Linked DNA regions of Mus musculus: region 1 is linked to region 2. The links are chromatin contacts, called in public promoter capture Hi-C maps. All regions are on one chromosome and are shown on one strand. Each heading gives the region's core, a stretch centred on a gene start, on an enhancer-like site or on the middle of the called end of the contact. The rest is flanking DNA. Distances are from core to core; before and after follow the strand shown.

What was found. Capture Hi-C pulls out chosen DNA fragments and counts their contacts.
Region 1: a contact with region 2 is called in a promoter capture Hi-C map of liver. The contact joins the promoter of Stk19 here to the promoter of Agpat1 in region 2. A contact is called at or near these places in 12 of 39 promoter capture datasets (the 3T3-L1 cell line, the C10 cell line, the HPC-7 cell line and 8 more), 1 of 15 datasets of contacts at CTCF or cohesin (the NIH/3T3 cell line), 10 of 484 Hi-C or Micro-C datasets (B cells, CD4 T cells, bone marrow-derived macrophages and 6 more), 21 of 115 datasets of contacts at active chromatin or transcription factors (the NIH/3T3 cell line, T-cell acute lymphoblastic leukemia, astrocytes and 12 more) and 5 of 9 other capture datasets (adipose tissue, embryonic stem cells, liver and 2 more).

The regions. Positions count from the first base shown.
Region 1 is chr17:34,832,654-34,839,589 of GRCm38.p6, reverse strand. Stk19 (serine/threonine kinase 19) reads left to right here and starts at 2,687. Exons shown (of 7, transcript NM_019442.3): 1 at 2,687-2,813; 2 at 3,024-3,160. The coding sequence starts at 2,714. It overlaps Dxo (decapping exoribonuclease), which reads right to left and starts at 2,571. Exons shown (of 7, transcript NM_001163770.1): 1 at 2,374-2,571; 2 at 1,836-2,197; 3 at 1,454-1,689; 4 at 1,145-1,364; 5 at 907-1,042; 6 at 683-777; 7 at 404-603. The coding sequence starts at 2,191. The coding sequence ends at 453. It overlaps Skiv2l (superkiller viralicidic activity 2-like (S. cerevisiae)), which reads left to right. Exons shown (of 28, transcript NM_021337.2): 28 at 1-364. The coding sequence ends at 185.
Region 2 is chr17:34,602,276-34,609,830 of GRCm38.p6, reverse strand. It overlaps Agpat1 (1-acylglycerol-3-phosphate O-acyltransferase 1 (lysophosphatidic acid acyltransferase, alpha)), which reads right to left and starts at 3,970. Exons shown (of 7, transcript NM_001163379.1): 1 at 3,660-3,970. Rnf5 (ring finger protein 5) reads left to right here and starts at 6,270. Exons shown (of 6, transcript NM_019403.3): 1 at 6,270-6,497; 2 at 7,522-7,540. The coding sequence starts at 6,358.

The DNA.
Region 1 (6,936 bases), core at 1,438-3,937, 230 kb before region 2:
CAGGGCTCTCAGGGACCCCTGAGGGCTTGGTCGTCCGCTGCATCCAGCGTCTGGCTGAGATGTGTCGCTCGCTTCGAGGAGCAGCACGTTTGGTGGGTGAGCCTGTGCTGGGTGCCAAGATGGAGACGGCAGCCACCTTGTTACGGCGGGACATCGTCTTCGCAGCCAGCCTCTACACCCAGTAAAGGATGTGTGGATAGAAATGTAACAATAAGCTGGGTTGTAGTAGCAGCGAAGGGGCAGATAAATCTCTTTGAGTTTGATGCCAACCATGTTTTGAAAAAACTAAAAACAAACAAAAAAAACCCCCTAAAAACCCAAAAATATAAATAAAGAGCAAACCAGAGTGCTTGGAGTATGGTAACTTGGAACAGAGGTGACTCCATTCAGACACAGCAAGAGACCCACTTAGAAACACGCCTTTATTATCTGCACGGAGCCCAGACTTGTCCTCAGTCCTTGGGAGAGGGAGTCTTTGAGAGTGGTGGGAGGTCTTGGGTCATAGTCTCCACATACCATGAGGGCAGGAAGGCATAGGGTGCGTCACGATGGACAGACACAGTGACAGGGCCACCAGGTTCCCAGGAGAAGAGGTGGACAAGCCTGTGGAAGACAGAGGTGTGGGGTGAAGCCAGAGATTGAGCCGGGATCCAGAGGCAGTGCACAAACATGAAGGCCTTACCTGGGATCGTCCTGGACTACTGTGCTCTGGGCAAAGCTAAGGAAGGCAGCACAGAAGTTCATGCACACAGAGGGATTCCAGCCTTCTCGGTCATTCTGGAGGGGGCACAAGAGGCAGAAGACTGGGGGTGGAAAGAGGAAAAGGCAGGTGGCAAAGGGGCACTGGGTCTGAGGACTTGGTACAGGGGGTGGGGAAACAGATGGCCACTCTGACACCTGCCTTACCCTGACATTTTCAAACATCTCCATGGTAGGAAAGGTCTTTAAGGAACAGACGAAACCTTCTGGGTTCCGGAAGCCGGCAACAACATGTGGGACCCCCGGGAGGAACGACTGAGCCCACCATTTCAGCAACTTGTGTCTGACGGGAGAGGCAAAGGGTCAGCAGGACCCTCCACCCCCCCCAACCCCCCCCAACCCCCCCCCAACCCCCCCCCCCGTCAGTCCCGGCCCCGGCCAGAACCTGTAAAAGCTCCTCCACTGGCCAGGGCTGTGCATCTCCTTGGATGTCTTGAGCTCCACGTAGCAGGAGGGAGGCTGTGTGCAAGGAGCCTGGGGGTTCAGGCAGTCTACCTCCCCGGAGAACAGGAGAGGGTGGTTTCCCAGGCGGCTGCGTAGCACAGAGCAGTAGGCCACGTTGGTGTTAACTTCCCCAGAGGGGTCTGGGGAGCCTCCGGGTTTGTCTGCACAAGAAGAGAAGGCAGCAGCAGAGGAAGGGGATCTCGACCTCTGTGGAAGGGGAGAGGGACCGCACGGCTGCGACGACTCTCACCTGCGCACATGTACTGCTCAAATTTGTAGCCCATGTACATGAGCTCCCGGAGGAGGGGTGGCCGTGCAAGCCTCTGGGCCCGAGCAGCCGGGGTCTCCACCTCACTTAGGTACAGTGTCCCTTGGAACCGGGAGGCTGCCAGCTGCCAGCCCTCCTGCCGCTCATACGGCGTGGTCAGCAATTTTGTCAGGTGCCCTCTCCATGTCACCGTGGCCCCTGCCAGCCAGCCGGGACCCCTGGGAGGGAAGAATGCGGGGTTTATGGTCTGACTCGAGTTTTACTTCTGTTGACTCAAAGTCCCCACTAAAGACCATTTGGCTTTCCCAACTTCAGAAGAGAAAGCCGGGTCACCAGGTCAGCTTCTGCGTTGCACCGGGCTCACCCCTCCAGCTGGTTCCGGTGTTCCAGGACCCAGCGCAGCAAATGGTCCAACCTCTCTTGGACTTCCTCGTCCCGGGGCTGGTATCGGTCAGGGTATCCATCTCTGAGGTCAAAGTCCGGGCCTGGGCCGTTGATGGGAGGGGGGCTGTAGTAGCGGAGGGCTCGGGCATCTCCATGGTACTGGCGTTGTGCGTCCAGGGAGAAGCAGCCCAGTTCGGATGGACGCCGGTAGAACGGGAAGGGTCCCGAGTACAGAGAGGGCTGTGTCCGCAGTAAAGGGACTGCCCGGGGGAGTTTGTGCAAAGGCTTTTCCACCTCTGTCTTCTCCGCTTTTCTCTTAGTCCCTCTGGGTTCCATGAGGTCCTGCGAGGAAAGCGTTTCCAGTGGATAAGGAGCGAGTGAGCTTCCAGGTTTGGGCTCTGCGTGTCAGGAGCCGGGCGCCTCGTTCCCACCCACGGACCAACGAACGCGGCGAGCTTGAGGAGTTTGGGGGTTGAAGCTAAGACTTGGTTACCTCAAAGCTCCCCACCCTGACCGACCTCCACCTCCTCGAGGCTACGGCGTCAGGGCCGCACGTCAGAAGCCGGAGAAGGATGCAAACACGGAGTTGCTGTTTCTGATGACGCTCTCATCCGCCCTCAGCGTCGGAGTGGGCGAGGTCCGTCTGCACCGGAGCGGGAACCCAGGCGGGCCACTCGCGCCTCGGCGCGCCCCAGTGAGCGCTCTGGTCGGGAGCCAATCAGCAGCGGTGCGGGCGACGGAAGTGAGGCTGCCTTCGTCATCAAACTCAGACGACCAGCCAGAGGGCCCGTCGTCATTATTCTGTGCCGGAAGACGCGGTCTTCGGGACTCCTTTCCCGGAATCCTGAAATCCGGGTTATGAATCGCAAGAGACGGCTCCTGGCGTCTGAGGCTTTTGGGGTGAAGCGGAGGCGGGCGCCGGGGCCCGTGAGAGCGGATCCTTTAAGAACAAGAGCAGGTAACCATGGCAACCTGGGCGCGGAAAGCCCGAGGGTATCCACCCTTGGAGGAGGGGGGGGAGGAGGAGGAGGAGGAGGAGGACCTAGGGTAGTAACCATGGCAACCCAGGCGCTGGGCAGCGACTCTGAGGGCTGGGGCGTCCGAACCTCCGCGCTGTCTCCACCCTCGCTCTCCACCCGGACCTGACCACGCGCTTGCTCCACCACAGGCTCGGCGCGCGAGGCCATCGAGGAGCTCGTGAAGCTGTTTCCCCGGGGGCTGTTCGAGGATGCGCTGCCGCCCATCGCGCTGAGGAGCCAAGTGTACAGTCTGGTGCCAGACCGGACGGTGGCCGACCTACAACTGGTGAGCACCTTGGAGACCTTTGGCGTGTCCCCCCCCCACCAGCCCCGGCCCTCCGACCCGCAGCCTCGAGGGCACTCGCCAAGTCCCTGTCGCTCAGACACTCAGTCGTCCGTCAGCAGGCGTTAGGCCAAGGCAAATGCAGAGCAAATCCCAGGGGTTTGGAACTGCAGGCAGATGTCACATCTGACAGGTGATGGCTGTTAGAGAAGGTTAGTGAGCGCGGACAAAGGTGTACTGAAGGTCACCGGTGAGAGAGATTGACTGAAGGAGAGAGATGAGTCTAGTGTTAATTCCCAGATTTCCCAAGTGATCAGTTAGTGATTAGGGGATTGACTAGAGGAGGGAGGCACCGAGTAGCTGCTTGCCTGATGTGCGTACACTGAGTTGCAGATTATAGATGTATGAGACAGTGGGCTATGACGCTGCAGATCATTCTAGGCTGTGGTGCACAAGGCATAGGGGCTAAATGAGATACTTAGGGAGACTAGAGGAGTGATGTAACCTCGTGGCCAAGTTTAGAAGGCGATTGAAAGCCAGGGCCATGTCTCTTCACACAAAAAAAATCCACAGTGGGCAGATTTCAGTCTCTGTTTTATAGGAACTCTCAGACCTCTGCCTGAGTTGAAGGTCAGAACACTGTGAACGGCTCTCTGCTGCTACATACCTCTCTGGGCTCCTTTTAACTAGGGCAGTTCCTCCTTAGAGGCTGTCACAGATCCTTCTTGCTTAGCTTTGTCCTTATATTGTTACAGAGTTTCTGACCTTGATTCCTGCAGGTGACTTCTGACCTCCTCCTCAGGCCATGGCCCCTGTGCTTCCTTTTCTATAACTGTTTTTTTTTTTTTCTTTAAACAAAAAGCTTTCAGAGTTGCACAAGTTTTGTTTTAAGACAAGGTCTTAATTTGTAGCCCAGACTGCCTTAAACTTGATATTCTCCTGCTTTCATCTCCCTAATGCTGGGGTTTACAGTAGTCAGAAGGTTAACTAGAGGGAGTCTCTTCTTTCTTTGGAGAGGGGAGGATTGAACTTGGGTCAGCAGACTTGACAGCAGAGTCACCTCCTCAGCCCTGTCACCAGCTCTAAGAAATTTCTCTTGTCCTCTCTCATTGCTTTCTTCTGGCACTGAAATTACATAGACATCTTCTCTTTGAACCCCTTCAGACACTTCCATGTTCAATAGTTTTGGGCTTTCTTTTATAATTGTACTGTTTAGTTTCATCTTAGATTAATAATCTGTTCAGAAAGCTTAATTTCATTTGCTTGTGGCTATGTGCTTGTGAGCATGGGTGTGTGTACATGTGGGTTTGCACTCTCAGATGCCAGAAGATGGCACTTGATCCCTGGAGCTGGGGAGGTACAAGTTACAGGTGGTTGTGAGCCACCAGATGTGGGAGCTAGGAACTGAATGTGGGAGCTCTGCAAGAGCAGGAATTACTCTGCCACCGAGCATTGCTCCCACCCCAGATCGATAGTCTTTTATTCAGCTGTACTAAAGTATTTCACACTCATTGAAGTCTTAGTTTATTGTCTTCATTTCTCAGTTTTAAATTCTCTACTGGGACTTTTTTTTTTTTTTTTCTTTTTATGGGTCTTATTATGCAGCACTAGATGACCTGGAACTCAGTCTGTAGACCAGGCTACCCTTGAACTCATAGAGACCCACCTACCTCTGCCTCCTGAGCGCTGAGATTAAAGCTATGCACCACGGTGACTGACTGGGACATATTTAAGCCTATATCTTTTTTATGATTATTTTAAATTTGATTATTATTTTTGGCCATGTGTACTGCCATATGGCTTTAATCCCATTGCTCTAGAGGTAAAGGCAGACAGATCTCTGTGAGCTTAAGGCCAGCTTGGGCTACCTATTAATGTTCTATTTCCAAATTATATGTGTGCATGTGCAAGTTCATGTGTACATGCCACCATGTGTGTGTAGAAGTCAGAGGGTATTGTGTGGTTGAATTCCCTCCTCCCATCACGTGGATCTCAGGGGCTGACTCAAGCCCTGGGGCTCAGCAGCAGGCCACCTGACCCACTGAAACATCCCACCAGCCCTAAGCCTGCTATGTCTTTTTAGAATTTCCTACCAGTAGTTTCTCATCTTGTTTTTTTTTTTAACACGTCAGCATTAGCAGCATTATTTTAAGTCGTTTGAACTTCATGTAGTCGTACATCTTGCTAAGGTGTAGTGGGAGAGCTTACAGCGTGGAGTGACCAGTTATGAATCAGTGTCTTTACCATCATTTATCATTTACCCATGTCAAGAACCTTAAAACACCTCTTCGTTGTTTCTAAAATGCCTAATAAATAAATTGTTATTAGCCAGGCATTGCGTCTCAGATAGGTAACTCTGGGACTCAGAAGGCTGAGGCCGAGGGATCCTACTAGTTAGAGGCTGGTGTGGGAGACAGAGGAACCCTGTCTCAAAAAGCTAAATAAAACAGTCCAAAGTGTTGTGATGTGTCCACACCCTCTGCTCTTCCCTGGGGAGGAGTTTTTTCCTCCTGGTGGCTGTCCTGGTGGGATTAAAGGTGCAGCCCGGGCTGCATGTCTTCTGAGCTTTACTTCCTGTGAGCCCTTTATTTTTGGCCATGTGCTGGGCAGATTTGCTCAGATCAGCAAATGCCCCCTCCCTGTTTCCCTTCTCCCAGAGTCTTTGCTTGCTTTAATATATCTGTCTGGTAGTTCTTGTGATCCTGTGAGCTTTTCAGTGTTATTGTTTTGAACCAGGGCCTCTTCATTTTGTATCTCTGGCTGCCCTGGAATTTCACTCTGTAGACCAAACTGCCCTTGAACTCAGAGATCTGCTTGCCTCTGTCTGTCTCCTGAGTGCTGGAATTAAAGGTGGAAGCCAGCATGCCCGCTACTTAAACAATTAAAAACTTTTAAAAGACCCATTGTTTCTGTGTATGGATGTTCTGCTTACATGTGTGTCCGCACACCACATGCGTGCCCTGTGCCTCTAGAGGTCAGAACAGGGTCAGATCTCCTGAAACTGGAGTTACAGACAGTTGTGAGCTGTCACGTTGTTGCCAGGAATCGAACCAGCATCCTCTGGAAGAGCAGCCAGTCTCTTAACTGCTAAGCCATCTCTCTAATCCCTTAAAAAGATTTTTTTTCCAGACAGATATGTGTTTTATGTGTGTGTGAGCATGTAGACATGCCACAGCGCGTGTTTGTCCCGGGGCCTGAGCTGAGGTCGAAAGATTGGTGAGGTGTCTTTATCCACTCTGGCTTCTGTTGTGTTGCTGCCCACAGAAGTCCTGGATGGTTTGTTTATTTGGGTTTGTTGTTTTTGTTTACTTCTTGTTTGCTTGCCTGGCATTTAGGCAGGATCTCATAGCCTAGGCTGGCCACAGACTCACAAGTTCTGCCTTCCCCTATCCAGTACGGAGTACAGGCATGTGCCATCATGGCCAGCTCCATTTTTATTTAAGTATTTTATCCAGTGCTTCTCACACACCTCCACCCAACATCTAGACTGATGAGTCTTCGGGGGTAGGATCTGTCTTTATCACTATTTGTCTTGTCCTTTTGAAACAAGCTCTCGATGTGTAGCTCTGGCTAGACAGTAGACCACACCAGGCTACTTCTGCCTCACAAGTGCAGTGATTAAAGGCACGACCTGCATCACTGTTTAATTGTAGTGACTGATAAGTCTGATGTTAGAAAATATGTATATTGATTATTAGCAGCTCATAAGGTGAGTAGGTGACTGGTTGGAAGCAGCTGCTTGATGGTCACCTGAGTGTCTTCGTGGTAAATGTCCTAAT
Region 2 (7,555 bases), core at 2,721-5,220:
CTGTGGTTATCAAAAGTTGAAAACTAACCAAGGGCAGCTCCATTTGGTGTCTGGTGGACAGCGCTGGTCTATGTGGCATGTTAAACTCTATGTATGGCCCACACAGTCGTTTACAACCTGCACCATTGGTTTCACAAGAAATGGCTCCAGGAAAGAGCTTCACCTCAGGCTACTGAGCTCCTAGGCAGCAGCTCCTCGAACAAACCTAATCCTCCTGTGCTCCCAAACCCGACTACACTGTCACTGCACGGACACACACACATGAGCACACACACACACACACATGAGCACACACACACATGAGCACACACACACACACACACACACACACACATGAGCACACACACGCAGCAGACATGGGAACAGTGCCCAACAAACGCTGTAGTTCAAGTGGCAAGAACTGAGGCTCATGTCACAGATACAAAAATCTCCAAATGTAGAGACTAATACTCACACACACAAACACACACAAACACACATCATCCTGTGCTCCCGAACCTTACTATACTGTCACTGCATGGACACACACACACACACACACACACACAAAATCAGACATGGAAACAGTGCCCGACAAACGCTGTGGTTCAAGTGGCAAGACCTGAGGCTCATGTCACAGATACAAAAGTCTCTGCATGCTGAGACTAATATAGTTACACACACTATCAAACCTGGTGACAGATACAGTAAGCTCATATCTAGAAAACTCTCTCCTCCCCAGGTGGAGAACTTTGTGCCCCTATCCCCAACATACCAAGGTGCTTCCACAGACAGGCAAAGAAACCCAACCTTCCCGTCTTCCCTTCTAGCCTCATGGAGGCAGTGAGGGCGGGCAGGTTGTGTGAGAGGTCATATCAAGGAAACAGTACAAGGAACTTTTAATGCCTGCCAGGGCAGGAAGAGGCTCGAGCAGGAAGAGGTGCAGGAGAGCGTGCAGAACCTGCCTTCTGGGCCCTTCCTCTTTACTCCCCTCTGCTCCACTGCTGGAGGCAGCCTCACAGGTGATAAAAAGGCAGTTCTATACCTGTCTCTCCATGTAGGCCAAAGGCTCTTCCTTCCTTTCAGAGGAAAGCCTGCCCCCACCCTTACCCCCCAGAACTCCAAACAGTGGGCTTTCTAACTGCTCTGCCCAGCATCTTTGATCCCTGGGCTGTACGCTGCTTGTGGGCAGTGTGCCTTCCATCCCTCCTCACATGGCTGCCAGAGATGCTGTCACCTCAGTCTGAGCATCTGTCTCTCCAAAAGACCTTTCTTGGAAAGTTGACTTGCACTTCTTTGACCCTGTCTCCAAAATGATTTACTTCACGTCCCTAGATTTGCCACAAGACCTCCATGCTTCTGCGCTTTGACTACGCTGTTCTCTCTGGCTGGCAGGCCCTGCCTCCTCTTGCCTCACCTAGGCCGGCACCACTTTCCCAATGCCTTTTGGGACCTGAACAGGCCCACGTTTTCATTACAAATTTTCTCGATTGCCCTTGCATATCCCCAGACTGGTCGTTAACTATGCTCCTGCCTGCCCTTCCCGAGTGCTGGGACCAAAGGTGTGTGCCACCACACTGGTATGATCAGTGGTTGTCAAGGCCTAAAAATATAAACTTGTGTGCCTCACCCACACAGCGTGACCCTGGCACCAGGCCAACATGTATGTTAATGTGCCTTCCAGGTAAGTATGAGGCTCGATGGTCTTGCCAAGTACTGATGGTGATAACACGCTTTGGGTTAATGCTCACTGGTTTTTTTTCTGCCTAGCTTCCTTCAGACTGTAGGAGACTTCAGGCCAGGGATTCTACCTTATTTTCAGTGCCCACCAGAAGCAGGTACAGAGGATGCTCAGCAAACCCTGGTGACGGGATTATTTGGCCACAGACACCACCACAGTTGTTCAGCTAGCACTAGGCAGCGCGGTTCTTGTTTCTGCTTCCTCTCATTTTGCTTCTGCAGTGCCGAGATTTTCTGTGCTGGGCAAGTGTTCTCAGCGTCATCGATGGCTACCTTCTTTAGGTATAGTAACTAGAAAAGGTCACCTCCCCCGCCCCAAATACTGACGACAGCAAGAAGACTTAGAGCAACCCACTGTAAATATACAGGGCCACAGGGAAGCCACAGTGACGGAAGCCACATCGCGAAGATGCCATCTCACACAGCATGCACCACGGAACCAACATGCCACCACACTTGTCATCAAACGTGCCAACCCTGCAAAGAGTGGGGCACAGAGAGTGGTCCATCCATATACACGGGCACTGTAGGCTTGCCACAGGACAGACTTGCATTAGATGTGACTCAGAATATAAATACAGCCCACGGAGAGAAACAGATGTGAAGAGACAGGTCAGGTGGTCAGCCAAGGAAGAACGGTTCTTTGGAACATGGGTGTTGTGTCACATGCATGTAAGGAATACCAGGCTAGCCTTGGCTAAATGTCAAGCTGAGGCCAGCATAAGGTATGTGAAACTGCCAAGGCCCCCGGGGTGGGGGATAAAAAAGAAGAAAAGAAAAAGAATCCTTAGCTGGACATGGTGGCATACACTTTTCATACCAGCACTCAGAAGGCAAAGACAGGCAAGCTTGAGGCTAGCCAGGAAGGACTACGTTGAGACTCTGTCTCAAGACAAAACAAAAAATACTTTGCAGAATTAACAATACTTGTGTAACACTTGGTTTGAAGAAGGCATTGTCTTTAGACAGAAATGTTTGAAGATCCATAAACACATTGGAATGGCAAATGGGTTAATGAGCATACAATCAATCAATCACACCGACAACGAATTTACAAAATAAATGGCAGGTGCAACCAGTACATGCCACCGTTGTGCCACATCGATGTGTCGTCACACCATGCAGATCTTTGGTGAGAGCCACACCTACTAAACAGGTTACTGTGGTCACAGGGCTGAACCACTGAACCCCACAGGCAGAAGAACCCTGCACCCTCTGGAACTGAACACCTGTGAGGCTGAGGGACCAAGCTAAGGCAAACGGGAAGCCCCAGGGCAGGTAGGCCGCACGGAAACACCCAACAGGTGAAACATACCAAGTCCTCACACAGATTTGACCCTGGAGCGTGTCACAAACTGAACTTGGGGCAATGGGCGTGAAAGCGGATAGCCATTCTGATGGGGTTTTAAACGTCATTCTCTACAGCCCATGGAAAGCACAGCACAGGGCTGCACAGAAGCCGGGCATCCTATCCAAGGCGCCGGACCTCCCACAGGCCACTCGTGTGCTAGTGAGGGGCTCTGGGTGGAAGGCCGCTTCCAGATCAGTGCTGCTTCCGTGTGAGAGGTTAGCGGGTGCCTGACAGCAATTCCTAGGAAGCAGTCCTGGCCTTCTCACCGCCACCCAGAAGTCATGTGGGGCCAAAAAGCAGCAGAAGGGCTGGGAAACCCGAAGGGAATCCCCTTTTCAAGACTCGTCCCCTTGTCCACACCCCCGTCCCAAATTCCGAGTTCCCATCCCTCCTCTCGCCCGCCTCTGCACTCTGAGCAAGGCCCCCAACCTCGGAGCCTGTTCCCAGCCTTCGTCGCTCCCATTCTTCCGCTCAGGCCCCTCTCCCCAGCAACCCTGTCCCCAGCCGGCCCTCCCGGCCCCATCTCTCCCCATCCCCGTGCCTCTCGGCCCCCTCCTCCCACAGCCTCCCACCCCCTTCCCGCCCACACCTCAATGGGGCGGGGAGCCTGGGGGACGGGCCCCCTCCCCAGCCAGGCTGCGGCAACGGTGGTGGCGGCTGGCTGTATCTCTGTCTCGGTGTCGGTGCCAAGGGGGCGACAGGATTTGGGGATGTCCTAGCCCCGGCCGATGGAGGGGTGGTGGGAGTGGGAAGCTGGGCCCATATCGGTAGGAATGGTGGGGGGCAGTACCCCCGACACCCTCCCTCCCTCCCTGCCGGCTCTCTGAGGGTCGGGGCTACTGCCGCCGCTATCTCCCCCACCCCTCCCAGCGCCTGCTGACTTCCGGGGCTGGCCAGGAAGTGGGGGTCTATGATGGGCAGCGGGCCTCGCCAATCGCCTCTTCAGAGACCCGCATCTCCTCCCCATGCCTGCCGGGCCTCTCGCTGGCCCCGCCCCAGGGAGCTCAGTGGCGCTCGCGGCCTCGGTCAGCCTCATCGCTCGGGCCACCGGTTTCAGCACCGGTGACCCCGGCTCCCTCGCTGCTCTATTCCTCTGCCCCGTCTAGCTTCGCTCGCACGCTCTCTGAACCCGTTGCCTTTCTTTGAACCCCAGCGCTATGTAACTCTAGGATCCCCAAACACTTCCTCCTGCCTTTCCTGTCTCCCATTCAATCACAAACGTTTATGAAGTACCTTCTGAATTCAAGCAGTAGGCTCACCTTTTTCTGCTCAGGCCTCGGGCTTTCCCTGAATAGCTCTCCAGCTTTCTGTCCACTTGCCCTTTGTCCCGGGTCTCCATCTCCTCCACCCACCTTTAGTCTTTAAAGATAAAGGAGCCCTCTGACCTTCTCTCCCTTTCAACCTTGTTTTCCTACTTAGTACTTTCCTAGTTCTTCATTCACCCAATCTGAGCCAACCACTCCCCCCCCCCCCACACACACACACACGATCTGGCCGCTGGCTTTTGGTGGTGTATGCTTGTTAACAGCAGTACATGAGAGCCTCGGGCAAGAGTATCCGAGTTTGAGGCTATAGCTGAGACCTGTAAGAAGCTAAGTCCTTTCGATGGAATTCGAGCAATAAAACACTGCTTCCTAAGGGTGATAAAATGGTGGGATGTGCCGCGTATCTAACTGGCCAAACCCTACTTCCCTCTTCACACTCTGGACGAGTCCATCGTTCCTACCTCCTATTCGCCTATTCTGCATCTAAACCTCTTCAATACTCCAGATCCTCGCTTCTCCGTACCTCCTCCTATAGAGAGTCCCAGCTTCTCACCTTTCTTTATTCCTCAGTCACACAGGTCCTTTATCAAGGTATTGAATAATCCTTAGCTAGCGTGTTCTCGTCTCCCGCCCATGGACACCTTTGCCCTGGGTGATTTACATGGCTTGGTGAAGAGCCCTTGCGAATGCGAGGACTGTTACCTAATTCTGGGCCTTGGGCCATAGTGAGGGTCACTGAGTGCTGGAAAGGCCCTAGCTGCCAGCCGTCCAGCCAGGAAAAAGATCCAAATCTATGCAGGGCAAACTACAAGGAAGGGGCGGATCTACCCCATTCTACGGCGGGTCACCTAGGGGTCGGCCTCTGTCCTTTGGGCGCCCACTCCCAAGAGGGTGGAACCAGTCCTTTTCTGCTTGTAAGGTTTAGGACGGAGTGGGGGTCCACTGTGGTCTGCTGTGTCACATTACAACGGTGGGCCTTTGGCTCGGTCCTGCTGTGAGAATCACCTAGAGAGGCTAAGTCGTCCAACCGAGAGAGTGGGGTTAACACCGGCGCCACAGACCGACGGCCGCACCATCCACGCGTCGGGCTAACCCCAGCTCTGCTCCCCGCTTCTCCGAGAGGGAGGGGCGGACCCAAGGTCTTCCCTCTACGTCACCCAAGGAGGCCGGAGCCATCTTGAACCCTGCGACCCTGGTACTTCTGCCCTTCCCCCTCCCCCCTTAGCTCTGCACCGTCTCTCCAGATCTCGGCCAATCAGCGGCGGAGTAAACCGCCCAATCAAGCGGAGAGAGTCCGGGCGGAAAGACCCGGATAAGGCCGAGTCGAGGCCTTTGAACCTAAGGCCCCGCCAATAGCGGAGGGGTTGCCATGGTGACGAGAGAGAGCGAGTGAAGGGGCGGGACTGGAGTCGACACCGCCTTCGTCTGGGTTGGCCTATTCCACGCCCCCCCCCCCCGCTTATTGCGCATGCTCATTCTTCCGTGTCATGCCAGCCAATCATTTGATTTGGAACCATTCGCTCTAAAGTCCAATAGGAACCCGGACCTTCTAAGAAAGAGGAAGAGAAGGAAAAAAAGAGGCTTATGGTGGGCGAGTTCTGTAGGCCTGAGCCAATCCCTTCTGAGCTTTGGTTATGACTGGCAGCTGAACTGACGAATCAAAGCCTCTTTAGCTGAGTGACAACACAGGCCTAGCTCATTATGACCAATCCCTCGGCAGTGCATAGTTACTGAAGCCCTATCAGCCAATCATCATCGTGCAAGGGTAGGGGCCCCACACACACCTTTTTCCGCCCCCACTCTTTGGATCAATCGTGTCCTTTGAATTCTATATGATTGGCAGGTACCTCGACCAATAATGATGAGAAAAACTTGAAGTTTGCCCAACGATCCTGGGCCGAAGGCGGACCTGCTTTGTTGGGGCGTGAGTGTGTGTGTGCCTGTGTGTGTGCCCTGTGTTAGTGTATATGTGTGTGTGCCTGGGGGTACTGAGGGCTACGTGGGGGCGAAGCAGAACTTGCCATGGCAGCAGCGGAGGAAGAAGACGGGGGCCCCGAAGGGCCAAATCGCGAGCGGGGCGGGGCGAGCGCGACCTTCGAATGTAATATATGTCTGGAGACAGCTCGCGAAGCTGTGGTCAGCGTGTGTGGCCACCTGTATTGGTGAGAATCCGAGTCAGGGGCTTGGGGTGAGGCGGCGGGGTTCGTCTTTGTGCTGGGGAGGCCGAGAGCGGGGACCATGCAGTTTTTTTCAGATGACCAGAGGGCATATGTCCCACCCCACCTCCCCACATACACGTAGGGGAGGCCTAAAGTGAGGACTTGTGTCTTTGCTGATGTATGTAGATGGGGTGGGGGTGCGGGAAGGGTCACATCTGTGCAAATGAGATATCTTTCCAGGGAGGGTCCTATGAGCTGGTGCATGGTATGTTATGAGGAGGAATGGGAAATGGGGGACGCTGCATATTCCTCCATTCGAGACCTGAACCACAGTACCCCGTTAGACCTACCCAGGTGTTGAGATAAAATAGATGAGAGACTTTTCAGTTTAGGGGATGTGCCTGTCGGAGGAGGAGGGAAGATCTAGGGACTATGGACCTAGATGTGGGTCATATTAAGATGAGATGTGGGAGGGGGTGATTTGTCAAACCTGAAGACAATGGCATTGTGTAAGGACAAGATGGAGAGGGTGAAGGGTCATGGAGAGAGGGGTTTTACTGAGCTTGAAGTAAGGAGGAGAGGAACAATGTGGGTGTCTGAAAACCATGGGAGTCTGGAGGATTAGGAGCAAGAATGGAGTTCAGGCTGAAAGGAAACCTGTTGAATTGGGAAGTCAAGTTCGGAGGCAGAAAGGGGGAGGTTGAAGGTGTGTGTGTGTGTGTGTGTGTGTGTGTAGAGGGAGACAGACAGGGAGAGACAGAGAGGAGACACCGGAAGAGAGAAAAGGATCAAATGTGTGGAGGATGTTGAGGACCCAATGTGAGTACCTTTAAATGTCAAGTATCAAAGGCAAGAAGCTGGAAAAGTCAAGTTAGCAAGTATGCTAGAAGCTGTTGGGAATATGGAGAGAAATGGAGCAGTAGAGCAGCAGTGCCTGGGAGACAGGTGGTGGGTGGGCTTCCATGTTCTGGGGTCTGCAGCTCTCTTCTGTAGTTTGACGTGTGCTTTTTGTTTGTTTTTCATCCAGTTGGCCCTGTCTTCACCAGGTATGTGTTCATGAG